Regions from separate parts of the Mus musculus genome. Here region 1 is linked to region 2. A link is a contact called in public Hi-C data. All regions are on one chromosome and are shown on one strand. The core of a region is the stretch at or near the end of the contact, and the rest is flanking DNA. Distances in the headings are between cores, read along the strand shown. Region 1 has its middle 18 kb from the start of 9330102E08Rik. Region 2 has its middle 33 kb from the start of Gm52879.

Evidence for each region. Hi-C and Micro-C count contacts between places; a contact is called where the count stands out from the background.
Region 1: a Hi-C map of uterus shows a contact between it and region 2, with 1.9 times the contacts expected there. The contact joins two enhancer-like sites. A contact is called at or near these places in 1 of 39 promoter capture datasets (second pharyngeal arch cranial neural crest), 13 of 484 Hi-C or Micro-C datasets (B cells, LSK cells, Sertoli cells and 6 more), 5 of 115 datasets of contacts at active chromatin or transcription factors (embryonic stem cells, extraembryonic endoderm stem cells and pancreatic cancer cells) and 3 of 9 other capture datasets (liver, macrophages and pancreatic islet).

Annotation. Positions count from the first base shown.
Region 1 is chr6:128,198,145-128,204,967 of GRCm38.p6, forward strand. It overlaps the pseudogene Gm4691. Among named protein-coding and RNA genes, the nearest start is that of 9330102E08Rik, 18 kb to the left of the region's middle. Within about 2 kb of position 2,602, at least 319 of the 459 cell types and tissues checked have an H3K27ac peak or open chromatin away from gene starts, as enhancers often do. A contact at or near this core is called in embryonic stem cells, extraembryonic endoderm stem cells and uterus, where this site is marked.
Region 2 is chr6:128,130,740-128,137,753 of GRCm38.p6, forward strand. It overlaps a transcript of Tspan9 not described here. Among named protein-coding and RNA genes, the nearest start is that of Gm52879, 33 kb to the left of the region's middle. Within about 2 kb of position 5,007, at least 74 of the 459 cell types and tissues checked have an H3K27ac peak or open chromatin away from gene starts, as enhancers often do. A contact at or near this core is called in embryonic stem cells, extraembryonic endoderm stem cells and uterus, where this site is marked.

The sequences.
Region 1 (6,823 bases), core at 1,352-3,851, 65 kb after region 2:
AGGTCTTCTGCAAAAGCAACAAGAGCTGCTTGTTGTTGTTGTTGTTTAGGGGGGGGAGTTAAAAAAGTCCCTCTACATACTGGCCTTGGACGCACAGAGATCAGCCTGACTCTGTGTCCTGAGTACTAGGGTTAAAGAAGGTTGATACCATGCCTGGCATAATAAGAGCTCTGAACCATGGAGCCATCTCTCCAGCCCTCTGTATTGTCTTTCCATTTGCTTCTTCAGGTAGTGCCATTATGTAACCCAGGCTCTTGTCCTGCTGTACTGAGTTCTGGGATGACAGACATACACCCTGTACCTGGGCCATTTTACTTTCTTGACAATGGTTATATTAGTCTGGGAGGGCAACCATATGATATCATTGGGGATTTTTCTTGATACATATATATGTGTGTGTGTATATATATATATATATGTATATGTGTATATATACATATATATGTATATATATATATAAAACAAGGTTTCATATAGCCAAGCCAGGCCTCAAACTCACTATATCCATCTCTCTTTCTCTCTCTCTCTCTCTCTCTCTCTATATATATATATATATATATATATATATATATATATATATATATGCAAGAATGGCCTTGAATTTGTCATTCTCATACCTCTATCTTGCAAGTGCTGGAATTATAGATATATATGGCACTGTACCAGGCTAACATATAAGTTTTTAAGGAACCTAATTCAATCCATAACACTCTGCTCTCCAGGCTTCTAAGTTCTCATATATATTTTTTGACAGTCCCCAAATTCTTATCCCATGTCACTATCAAACTGTAAATCCAATGTCTTATCAAAATATAGGTAGAAGGTTATGAAGTCACAATCCTGTAATTCCAGCATATGATTGGGCAGGAGAATTGCTTGTGCCTTGGAGTTAGAGACAGGTACAGGCAATATATTGAGACACACACCCCACCCCCTAGATGTGGAAGTAATAGAAAGTAAACCTACCAAAACTTTCCAAAGAAAACAAAAAATTAAAAAAAAAACAAATGATTAAATGTCCCTAATCTTGAAAATCTGAAATTCTCCAGAACTTCTTGACTACTACGATGCAGCAAACAAAAACTTTCATACAGATGAAACACTTTTGCATAAATTAAAAATATTTTAATTACCTTCACACTATTGATTTCCTTATGCAATAAACCTTTCTTCCAGGAAAAAAAAAATGCCCTTTAAGATACACTTAAAAGTTACAGTTCTATTAGTCTTTAAGGCACAGATGAGAAATGTCTTGAAAAATAATCCCAGAACAGGATGACTCAAGAACACTGGCTTTTCTTCCAGAGGACCTGGGTTCAATTCCCATCACCCACATGGCAGCTCATGTCTGTAACTCCTGTTTCAGGGTTCCAAGGGTTCATACATACATATATATGTCATAACACCAAAACACATAAATAATTTTTTTTAAAAAACCAATGAGTTTTTGTGGATAAGTTACCTGGATGCCCAAGAAATGAAATCTTTTAATAAGCTCTCCTGGCCGATGGCTAGTCACCTTGTTTGGCTGTACATCCTCTAAGGATTAAGTAGTCCTGTTGTGGTACTGAAGGGAATGGAGGATGAAATGAAATTGATGAATGAAAAAATAATATATAGTAAAATGTTAGTAGGATTTATGAAGGAGCCTAAAATTATAACCATAGGAGGCAAATCTAAGTAAAATGATGAGTCTTAACTTTTGTCATCTCAAAGGCATTTTAAATTATCTTAATAAACCCTTGGAGGCAGGGACTAAATATAATTCACACCACTCTTAGTTTTGGGGAGCGACTTTCATCTACATCCTGAATAGCTGGTGTTCCACTCTTTGCCATGGTCCTGACAAAAGAAAGTCTATTGAGGTTTAGCACAAAACTGGGTTGCCTGAAAGAAGACATCTACAGCCTTGTGGCTTTGCCTTGGTGCTTGGTGCATTTGGCATATTGCTGGCACTGCCTGTGGACGTTAGCTCCCGCCCATGCCCCAGCCCCGGGCACAATCCCTACATAAAAGTGGTACCCCAGAGCATTACCTTCTGAGGCCACAAGCCAGCGAGCCCTAGACTAACGGTGCCTAAGGCCACTTTAGCGGACAATCCCAGATTGATCCTTCAGGAGGCGACCAGTAACGGTCCCCGGAGGGGGAGGGGTGACTCTACTGTCTGGGAAAGGGGTTCCGCTCCGAGCGGCTGACAGTGCCTTCCTGAGTCCGACGGGGTCTCTACGGCCGATCCGCTGCACCTACAACCTCTCCAGGGCCGCCCTGGCCTCCTCTCCCCTGGACTACGAGCTCCGTGTGCGAGAGGCCGCGTTACGAGTGGACGCTCCGAAATGCGACTCTGCTTCCTTGCTGGGTTATCACCGCTGCCCGGAGCCACCGGCTTCCCACCCCTACCCAGTGGAAGCTCACTGCCGGTCGCGTGCAACCTGAGGACTGCTGGAAGGACCGGTGAGCGCTGGGAGAGGAGCGCTGGCACGTGGGAGGCGGGGCCTCGGTGTGACGCCAGCGGCTGAGGGCGGAGCTCAGGGGTCCAGAGGGCAGAGCCCGGATGTGGAGAAATAGACTGAGGGCGGGGCTTGGTGCGCGAGAGGCGGAGCCCGGTGGGGAGCAACAGGACGAGGGCGGAACGTAGGCAGGCAAGAGGCGGAGCCCGGGCCTGAGGCACCAGTCTGTGGGCGGTGCTTGTTGCTCGAGAGTGGTGCAATAACTGAAGGATAAACTTAACAAAGTGTGAGAGGCAGAGCCCAGGGATTCAGTGGTCAGCTTGGGGTGGAGTTTAGAACTGCCAGACTCTGTCTGTGGCCAGTGCCCAAGCTAGTCGTTCTAGACCATGGCTGGGAAGGTAGGAGCTGTGGCTGCTGTTTCCCGACTCCTCCGGGCAGGCGCAGACCAAAGCGATCTATACCTCCGGAGCACACCACATTCCCACCCACCCAGCCGAGCTACGGAAACTCGCGGGGGCTCAGGGGGTCATAGTTGAAGTCCCTCAGTGGGATTTGGAAGGTGCGGGTCCTAGTGTGGGAGGTGGATGGAGAGTTGACTCCGTGGTTAAAAGAACCTTGCAGAGGACCTGGGTTTTATTCTCAGCATCCAGGTCGAGACTCACCTAGGGTGGGAGGGAATGGAAGGCATCATGGGAGAGGTAGTGGAAAAGCAGAGAGATATGAGAGCCCTGACGTTTGTTGCGAGGCTAGGATGGTTCTGATGGAAAATGTTGAAAATGAACTTTATGGGCACAAGAAACAAATAACTGTACGACGATGAGTTGTAAAATCCCTTAAAGTTTCAAACATTGGTGTTAAACTCCTCAAGTATATATTAAAAGTGAGCTTTTTAATTCAGTCAGGAACTCCCAGTAGGGGGCGCGCTGTGCCCTAGCTAGGTGAAAGTGAGACTCAAAGATTTGTTGGGCCAAAGTTTTTACTTTGAAGATTACCAGCTAGAAGCAGCTGATCATAATCATGTTCTGCTTTGAAGTGCGTGCTTTACCCTCCACTAGAATTGATATTTTGTTTTTATCTTTTCATTTTCGTGATTGGAAGGTTTTTTGTGGTTACTGGTATTGTAGGTTGGCAGAGTGCTGGCTCCCCATCAGTGAGGTCCTGGATTCAGTCCCAGCTCTGAAGAAAAACAGATGTACTTGAAAACTTGTTTTTGAACCTCGATATTGTTTATCTGGATATGTTTAAATATATGCTATATAATGTAGTTGGTATGGAAGAATTATTTCAAAGAGAGAGTAAGTCAGTTCTATCTTTTTGAACGTGCAAAGAAACCTAATAACCTATTTCACTTTCGCCTTATTCTTTTTTTTTTTGGGGGGTGCAGCGAACTTTATTGATGGTATTCAAGAGAGTAGGGAGGGCTCCCTAGGCCCCTCCTGTTATTATGGGGTCTGAGATGGAAATTGTGAGGGAGATGCTCAGTGTTGGGGGCCGAGTTGGGATAGGGCCTCTCTCTTGCTCAGTGTCCTTGCTGGGGTGGGTGGTCCAGGGTTTCTTACTCCTTGGAGGCCATGTAGGCCATGAGGTCCACCACCCTGTTGCTGTAGCCGTATTCATTGTCATACCAGGAAATGAGCTTGACAAAGTTGTCATTGAGAGCAATGCCAGCCCCGGCATCGAAGGTGGAAGAGTGGGAGTTGCTGTTGAAGTCGCAGGAGACAACCTGGTCCTCAGTGTAGCCCAAGATGCCTTTCAGTGGGCCCTCAGATGCCTGCTTCACCACCTACTTGATGTCATCATACTTGGCCTGATAAGAACAAACCCCAAGATGACTATCCTTGTCCCAAGTCACTGTCACACCAGAGACAAGCCCAGCTCTCCCCATACATACAGGTTTCTCCAGGCGGCACGTCAGATCCACAACGGACACATTGGGGGTAGGAACACGGAAGGCCATGCCAGTGAGCTTCCCGTTCAGCTCTGGGATGACCTTGCCCACAGCCTTGGCAGCACCAGTGGATTGCAGGGATGATGTTCTGAGCAGCCCCACGACCATCACGCCACAGCTTTCCAGAGGGGCCATCCACAGTCTTCTGGGTGGCAGTGATGGCATGGACCGTGGTCATGAGCCCTTCCACAATGCCAAAGTTGTCATGGATGACCTTGGCCAGGGGGGCTAAGCAGTTGGTGGTGCAGGATGCATTGCTGACAATCTTGAGTGAGTTGTCATATTTCTCGTGGTTCACACCCATCACAAACATGGGGTCATCGGCAGAAGGGGCGGAGATGATGACCCTTTTGGCTCCACCCTTCAAGTGGGCCCCGGCCTTCTCCATGGTGGTGAAGACACCAGTAGACTCCACGACATACTCAGCACCGGCCTCACCCCATTTGATGTTAGTGGGGTCTCGCTCCTGGAAGATGGTGATGGGCTTCCCGTTGATGACAAGCTTCCCATTCTCGGCCTTGACTGTGCCATTGAATTTGCCGTGAGTGGAGTCATACTGGAACATGTAGACCATGTAGTTGAGGTCAATGAAGGGGTCGTTGATGGCAACAATCTCCACTTTGCCACTGCAGATGGCAGCCCTGGTGACCAGGCGCCCAATACGGCCAAATCCGTTCACACCGACCTTCACCATTTTGTCTACGGGACGAAGCTGGCACTGCACAAGAAGATGCGGCTGTCTCTGGAACAGGGAGGAGCAGAGAGCCGCCTTATTCTAACTTCTCCTTAAACATACATGTCCTAGTTTCCTTTCTGTTGCTGTGATAAAAACACTCTGACCAACATCAGCCTAGGGAAGAATAGGTGTGTTTAGCTTATATGTCTAGATCACAACCATCTTTGAATGAAGTCAGGGCATGAAGGAACCTGGAGGGAAGGCCCAGGGAGGAAAGATGTTCCAGCCATGCTCATCTAGCTTCCTTGTTCAGCCCAGGGATGTTGCCACCCACAATGGGCTGAGCTCTTCTGTATCAATTAAGATAATGAGGACAAGCTCTCATATACCTGCTCACAGGCCAACTTTATACAGCTCATTACTCAGTTGAGACCTTCTTTTCTTTTCTTTTTCTTTCTTTTTTTTGACACCTCTAGGCAGTGTCGACTTCACAGTTAATAATAACTAGAACAGTAATCCCTTTTTTCCATTGTGTCAAATGTGGGTGTTTCAGGCCTGACTGGTCCATTAAGAATGTTGCATCATTGGGCATGTTAGAGTTCACCTTTAATCCTAGCACACATGAGGCAAAGGTAAAGGGATTTCTATGAGTTTGAGGCCAGCCTGGGCTACATAGCAAGTTTCAGTACAACCTGGAGTACATAGACCCTGTATCAAAGAAAGAAAGAAAGAAAGAAAGAAAGAAAGAAAGAAAGAAAGAAAGAAAGAAAGAAAGAAAGAGAGAGAAAGAAAGAAAAGAGAGGATTAATGAGCATTGATTTGAAAGAAAATGGGACCCATAGGCTCGTAGGGAGTAAGGAGCACTATTAGGAAGTGTGGCCTTGTTGGAGGAAATGTGTCACTGGGGACAGGCTCTAAGGTTTAAGATGCTCAAAGCCAGGCCTAGTGTGGTACTCATTTCCTCTGGCCTGCTGATCCAGATATAGAACTCTTGGCTTTTTCTCCAGCACCATGTCTGTCTGTGTACCACGTTTTCCTTTATAAGAGTTGCCATAGTCATGGTGTCTGTTCACGATAAAAGAAACTGTAAGACAGAAGAATGGAAAGAAGGAAGGAAGGAAAGAAGGAAAGAAGGAAGGAAATTACAAGACTAAAGCATTCCTTCCTTCAATAGCATTTTGAATCTAAAGCTAGTAGTCATTTCTATAAAAAATTTCTATAACATTTCAGGATCTAACACTAACATTTTACTTTTAGCCACTTTGCAATGTCTTGTATTTTGAAATATTATAGGAATGCATGTCAATTTGAAATAAACCATTTCGATTGTCACCCATATAAAAATCAAAATGTTTTATGCTGTGCCTGATGGCATGTGCCTTTAGTCCCATCATTCAAGAGGAGAATCAGGCACACAGATCTCTGTGAATTCTGAGCTACATAGCAAGTTTCAGGCCAGCCAGGGCTGAAGAGTGAGAACCTGTGTCAGAAAAACCAAACACGCACATTTCATAATATACCACTTGTTTCTTTTTATGGGAAGTGTAGTTATTGTGGATTTTTCCCCTGTTTAACTGGAAAAAAATTGACTCCCAACCACTAAATTGTTTTACGGCAAGTTTTATTGTAAAAAGCCAGTATTATAGTGTAGTCCTGGAACGCTAGCACCCCAGAAGCAGAAGCAGGAAGATCACAGCAAGTTCAAAGCCAATCCCAGCAAGTCTCAAGACAGCCAGAGTTACATAGAAACAA
Region 2 (7,014 bases), core at 3,757-6,256:
CAGGATCTGAAGAGTCACCAGTGGACTGCCACCATGCTAAAGCTTGGGCATGAGCAGCCGAGCTCAGAATACAGAGCCAAGCCACAGCACAGAGAACAAATGGACAGCAGTTACATGAACCCACTGAATCTTGGAACCGGCTAGTCTGCTGCTTAGAAAATTGACACAAAGGCTATTATTCAGTGGATCTGCGTAGCCACTGAGAGGAATGGGGTCACTCTGGTGTGGAAAGATGGCTGAAGAATGAGTGAATAAGCCAGCAGGTCTGTGGACAGAGAAGATGGGGAGGGCAATGGCCAGATGCTGGCTTACCATAAGAATACCTGGAAAGTGTTAGAGAGATGGCTCAGTGGGCTTCGGTACTTGCTGCCAAGCCTAAAAACCTAAGTTTCATCTGAGGGTTCACATGGGAGGAGAAACTGACTCCCACAAAGTTGTCCTCTGAACCTCATACATGCACCCTCTGACACGCATGGACACAATAAATAAATAAATAAATAAATAAACAAACAAACAAACATGGGGAAAAAAAAAAACCCTTTTCATCTGGAAAGAGCATAGCCAAAGGATTAACGGCCATTCTCTCTGAAGGACAGAAGTGGGAGAGATTGTCCGTTTCTAAAATGTATGTAATATCTGAATATTTGTTTTATGTCTGCAACAGGAGAAAGAGGAGGAGGAGGAGGAGGAAGCAGCCATTGCTGTCTTTGAAACTTCATTTTGGTGTCTGCTCTAAGCTTGTGTCTCCTGAAGCACCCTTTCTCATCCCCCACCCTCTGCTTCCCAGTCTCCCCAAACCCGAACCCCTCTGGGGGGCACTTGGAATAAGGACCCCACCCTCCTGGCCAGCCAGCTCCTCCTTCTCTATGCAAACAGCATTTGTCTCCACCAATCTCCAAGCCTGCCAGCCCCTACTGCAAGCACACAGAGCCTCTTTCCTGCATCTACCCAAACCCCAGCCTTCCCTGCAGGCCAGGCCCCACCTCCCCCACAGATCTTCCTCCCTTCGTGGACTGCCCTGTATTATTCTCCATACACTGAGGTACAGGCTGGTTTGTTGTTTTTGTTTTTTTTTTTCCCCAGACACAGGCTGACTGGCTATCCCATCCCTAGCTTCTCCAACACTAGAGAACAACAGGCCCAAGATGGGCAATCCCTATCCTGCTTGTCTCTGCCCCTCACGGCCTGGCACTTCCCCCTCCCCCATTCCCAAACATCCTCAGCAGCAAACAGTGAGACCCAGTGACAATCCACTGTCTACTTAGTGACTCGTGCCAGGGTTTATGTTGTAAGTGCTCTGCCTCATTAATCAACAGGCCCATATGCTGCATGCATGCATATATTCATACATACATACATTCATACGTAAATACACACACACATACATACATAGATACATTCATACGTACATATACACACACATACATTCATTCATTCATACGTACCTACACACATACATACATACATACATACATTCATACGTACATACATACACACATACATGCATTCATACGTACATACATACACACACATACATACACACATACATACTCACATTCATACATACACACATACATTCATACATACACATACATTCATACGTACATACATACATACATACATTCATACTTACATACACACACATACATACATACATTCATACATACATACTGGCCACACAGGTCCACACAATGGCTGCAAACTTAATTGCCTTCCTGGGGGACCCAAGAGCTCCTAGTCACTCGGGTCCCTGCAATCTCCATGTCCAATTTTTAAACAAAGCTGTTTAGATCCTCCCAGGATTAAGACAAGTGGAAAATTGCAAGCCCAGACCTCAACCTCATTTTCTCTAAAACAAAACACGTCACTCTGTGTGCACACACACCAGAAAACATACACTCCACTCAAACCCAGCCAGACACCCTGCCGCCCAGAGCACTCCTCCCATAGGTTGGGCCCAGTGGAGGCTAAGAGCTTGCTGAGACAAGATCTGCTCATCTGTATACTTGGCAGCTCTACCCCTAAGCTGGTTGAAGTGTTTGGGCCTTACCTCAGACACCACTCCATGGCAGCTTACCAGAGCAGAGGGAGTAGGCAGGGTTCCCAGTACTATGTCTACTAAAGAGAGGCACAGGTATGCGCTAATCTACTGAGAGGCCTCTCAGCTGAGTCCCAGAGCACCACCACAGTCTTGTCTGTGAAGAATCCACGTGGGCACCATGAGCCGTGCACAAACGCACTAACACACATGTGCATGGTCAGACCCTGTTACAAGCAAACTCTGAGCTTGCCTCTGACTAAGGTCACTCCCATGCTCCAGTGCTCTGGAGGCCTCTCCCTGATCTTGAACCTACAATGCTTCCATCATTAAGAGGGAAATACACATGTGTGCTGCCAGCGACATGTGTATACGTACTCCATGATAGGAGACAGTGCACTCACAACACAGACCACTTACCCACCAGAGCTCCTGAAAGGGGTGTGTGTGTGTTTCAGGTTTTCTTTTTAATCTAAGAAATGGCCATTTTCTTTCTATGGTTTTTGTTTCTGTTTTGTTTTTTTTTTTTTTTTGTTTTTTTTTTTTGAAGCAAGGTCTCCTTGTGTACGTTGGCTGGCCTGGAACTTGCTATTTAGACTACAGTGTCCTTGAACTCACAGAAGTCCATCTACCTCTTCATTAATTTAAGGCATTAAAAGTGCCTGTCACCACACCCGGCTTGAGAATCGCCATTTTTTTTTTTTTTCAAATCTGCACAAAGTTGCTCTAAGTTACCAAACCAAAACCAAACAAAATACTGCCCAGAGATCGTGGGCCCTTCAGAGATCCTGCAGGGACAGTTAGGTCTCCCCAACAAGTCAAGGTGTCCCAGAAACATCTAGGGGCTTCCTGTCCCTTCAAGGTCTCCTGGCTATTCTCTACCTGCGTCACACACAAGAGCAAACGGTTCAGCAAATATTGGCTCTGTGAGCAGAGACAGTTACAAGGTTCAGAAAGTCACTTCCAGATACCCCACTGCAAGAGGGGAAACAGGATGGAAGGGTGTGGCAAGGTCAAAGCGCACACAATGTTCACCAAGGGATGGGTCAGAAAAAGTAAAATGCTACATTTGGCCCTGGAGTACAAACTGAGCTCTCAGGATGTGAGGCTCATGTGGCCAAAAGACGCTCCTGCGCGTTCTTCCCGTTCTCACAGCCCAGCCCAGTTCCGCCTGGCTTTTTGGGTTGTGTTGGTTTAGAAGCCAAAGTTCTCGGAGGCTGGTGGTGTTCTTGCCTCGCTGGCTGTGGCTCCAACTGAAGCTAGAGCTGTAAGGCTGAAGCCAGCAGCCACAGGGCCTCTGTTGCAGCCACCCTGCAAATAAAGGCTGCTGATCAGAAGCTGGGCTGTGACTGGTTAGAGAGCTTTCCTGGCACACGTGAAACCCTGAGTCTCATTCCCAGAGCAGAATTGTAAAAGAAAAAGGAAGAAATTAGCAGTACAGTGAAAGCAGAGGGGAGCCCAAATATAAGGTCCATGAGAAGGGAAGGGAAGGGACAGGCCAGAAGGGAGGCTGCGGAACAGGCCACCTCAGACAGGCAGCTGTCTCTCTAAACAATCCCTGTCCTCCATCAGAAGTCAGAGCTGAAGTTACTCATTAACTTTCGTCCCTCCCTCCTCCACCCCCCTTTAGGCCAGCAGCAAAGAGAGCCTTAGAGGAGAGGAGTTAGGAAGGCCTGGGTCTGGAAGGGAACCAGAGGGACCCAGTCCCCTAGCCTGAAGAGAGCAATGACCTTACAAAGGTCACCTGCAATGAAAGGCAGGAGCCAGAATCTGACCCCTCCACCAAGTCGGACATCATTCCAGACTCTCACAAGCATGACAAGAAATGGCAAAACCGAAGCCCCAGAGGCTGCAGCCCATCAGTCAGGACAAACTTCCTGTCTGCTAAGTCCTTCATGGAGTCTCTCACTCAGGGTGTCAACACAGATGTGCAAGAGGAAGCCCAAGTCACCTGGCTGGGAAAGGCATGATGTCAGGAGCTGTCTGTCTGCCCGGGGTGACGCAGGCCCCCTGGGAAGATCCCTTCCACGTGCAGCCTGTGAGGCCCAGCAGGAACACAGACAACAGGGTCTGGGATGGGGCTGTGCCCAGTTAAACCATCCTTTGTCCCTAAGTCTTTAAGAGCAGGTACCCACACGGATATAGGCCCAGGAAAGAAGGAAAAACACTTAAAAATGAGAGCACACACCTTTAATCCCAACATTCAGATAGCAGAGGCTGCTAGATCTCTGTTAGTTCAAGGCCAGCCTGGTCTACATAGGGAGTTCCAAGTCAGCCAGAGCTAGCCCACCCCACTCCCAAAACACATGAGATCTCCTGGTTTTTGGTTTGGTCAATCCTTCCCGTGAGTCGTGCAGGCTAGTCCCAGGGGTGGATAAGAAATTGCCTAGGTCAGCAGAAGGCAAGGCAGAGAGAGGACCTGGGCTGTTCCCTATTCCACACCCCACGAAAAGCAGAACCTCAGCCTTAACCACTGTTCCTGTAAGACACTACCTCTTAGGACTGTTATGAATATTAACCTATGTTAACCTCATATTTTAAAATGAGATTTAAGCCACTGTTTAACAGAACCACATTAAATTCATGGCGGATACACGTAAAAACCCAAAACCTGGGGGTTAAATGCTGACAAATTACAAACGCAGACAATCTAACTGTCAATGTGCAAAACCTGCCAGGACAAGATGCTCTTGGGCCACTCAACAGTCTTTGCCAGGACTCACAGGCAGGGACTCTTTTGGCAGAAATAAGCCACCAGACATGTACCATCAAAGCCCTTACTCCTTCCTCCACCAACCACGCTTCAGGGTTCACAGAAGGTAAGAGATTTACAAGTCACCTAGCAGGGAGAAGCCACGGGATAAAACGTGCATAAATTAAAACTGTTCATGGCCCAGGTCTGCGAGCAGCTCCCACAGGGAACCTGAATCAGCAGCATCCAGTCCTGCTAGCAGCTTCTGGACAGCAAGCTCAGCAGGGCCCTGAATGTGAGTGAGTCATGGGAACAAAGACACTCCACCAGCAGGATCCAGGAGCCTGGAGGAGCAGCAGTGGGCACTCCTGGTGCTGGAACGGCAGCACCAAGGTCTACGAGGTTCCCATAGCTTCTTTCTAGCCTGCCTGCCTGCCTGTGGGAAGCCCTTCCAACAGGCTCCCTAGCCTATTGGGGAAGTCAGGAAGCTAGGAACTACTGGTTCCTCCTGCTTCCTCCAAACCACCCTCTCCTGACCGCAAAATCCAATTTAAAGAGAAGAGCACAGTCAGTCAGTCTCCCAATTTAGCCCCAGACCACAGTTACAGAACACCTTGACTTTGCACCTGCAATCCCAGTATGTGTGAGGCTGAGGCAGAAAGACTGTGAACTCAAGGCCTTAGTTGCATAGCAAGTTCTAGGCCAGTCCCAGTAAAGCAGTGAAACTCTGGCCTTGGCAGAGGTATGGAGGTGAGGTGTGTAGGGCGATGGCTCACAGGTAAAAAGTGCTTGCCAGGAAAGCATTGACAACCTGATTTCAGCCCCCAGAACTCAAGCAAAGAGTGAAGGCAGGACTTCCTGTCATCCCAGCTGGAAGGTTGTCTCAGCTGTGCAGCAGCAGACACAGAGACACTGCCTCAAAACAAGGAGGAAGAAGAGAAGTGACTTCCGAAGAGGTGCCCTCCAACCTCCAGACCTGTGCTGTGGCACACACACACACACACACACACACACACACACAAGCACACGCACACAAACCAATAAATGTTCAAAGCTGACCTCAGACAGGCTGATGAGAAAAGGAGGTCTTAGCACAAGATGGACCAGACTGACACAGACCTGGTTTCCTTGAATTTCTTGCAAGCAGCTTGGCTCTGGGATGCTCCCACACGAAAATGCAAACTTAAATCATTGCTTCACTGTGGAGCCACACCAGGGCCAATTCTGGGCAGCAATGGCCACTCTAGAGGGCAGCCGTCTCCTACCCACTCATTCAACAACTGGCAAAGGCCAGAAATGGCAAATGGGTTCCAGCTGTGGTGCCAACTCCACTTAGCTGGTGGTGGGTGCCTAAAGGATTATGAGCACAACCCAAGCCCTAGCTCAGCAGGAAAGGCAGATGTAATTGATTAGTAATGTCTGCTCCGGGCAGTTTTATAGGTAACAATATCCATGTTATATATTTACATCCTCAGGGTAGACTGGTAGACTAAAGACTAAATCCAATGATTTAGTATTTACAATTTTCACCAACATATAAGAGTCTGTAACTTTCCTGAGGTGTACGTTTTTGGTTTCCTTCTACCATAGGGCTGGTAGGAAGGAACTGTACTGTTCCCATGTCTTCCATACCCACAGCAACTCTAGTGGAGCAGTTACAACTTGGCTAGAAGAGAGTCGAGGAGAGAAAGAGAAACTGCAGCAGACATTACCGACAGTCAACTTGGGACATGAGGACAGACACAGGAAACATCTGACTCCCCACGGAAACATGACCCCCGGAGAAGACTGGGCCGGTGTACAGATATTGCTGTGAGTGCAAAGTTGGGATTCCAGAAGACACAAGGATCACTTCTTGTGAATGTCAAGGAGCGACTCTGAGCCTGGTGTTTGCCTCTAAGTAGTGAATACAACTGGGATATCAGAGGCTATGGGAAGCCACATCCTAAAGATACTCAGAAACTAGTCAGAAAAATGAAACCCTTTGGAAACAGTGTAGCAATCAGACCTCACTCAGATCCAGTGCCAATTCTCAGGCATGCTTCTTTCATGACCCAATCCGATCAACTCTTTTTAAGGTTTATGCATATATTTACATATGTTTGTCTTTATGGGAAGGTGTGTGTGTGTTTCTGTGTGTGTGTTTGTGTGTGTGTGTGTGTGTGATGTGTATGTTGTGGTGTGTGTAGTGTGTGGTATGTGGTGTATGTGGTGTGTGGTGTATGTGGATGTGTGTAGTAATATAGTGTGTGATGTGTGTGTGTGTGTGGTGTGTGTATATTGT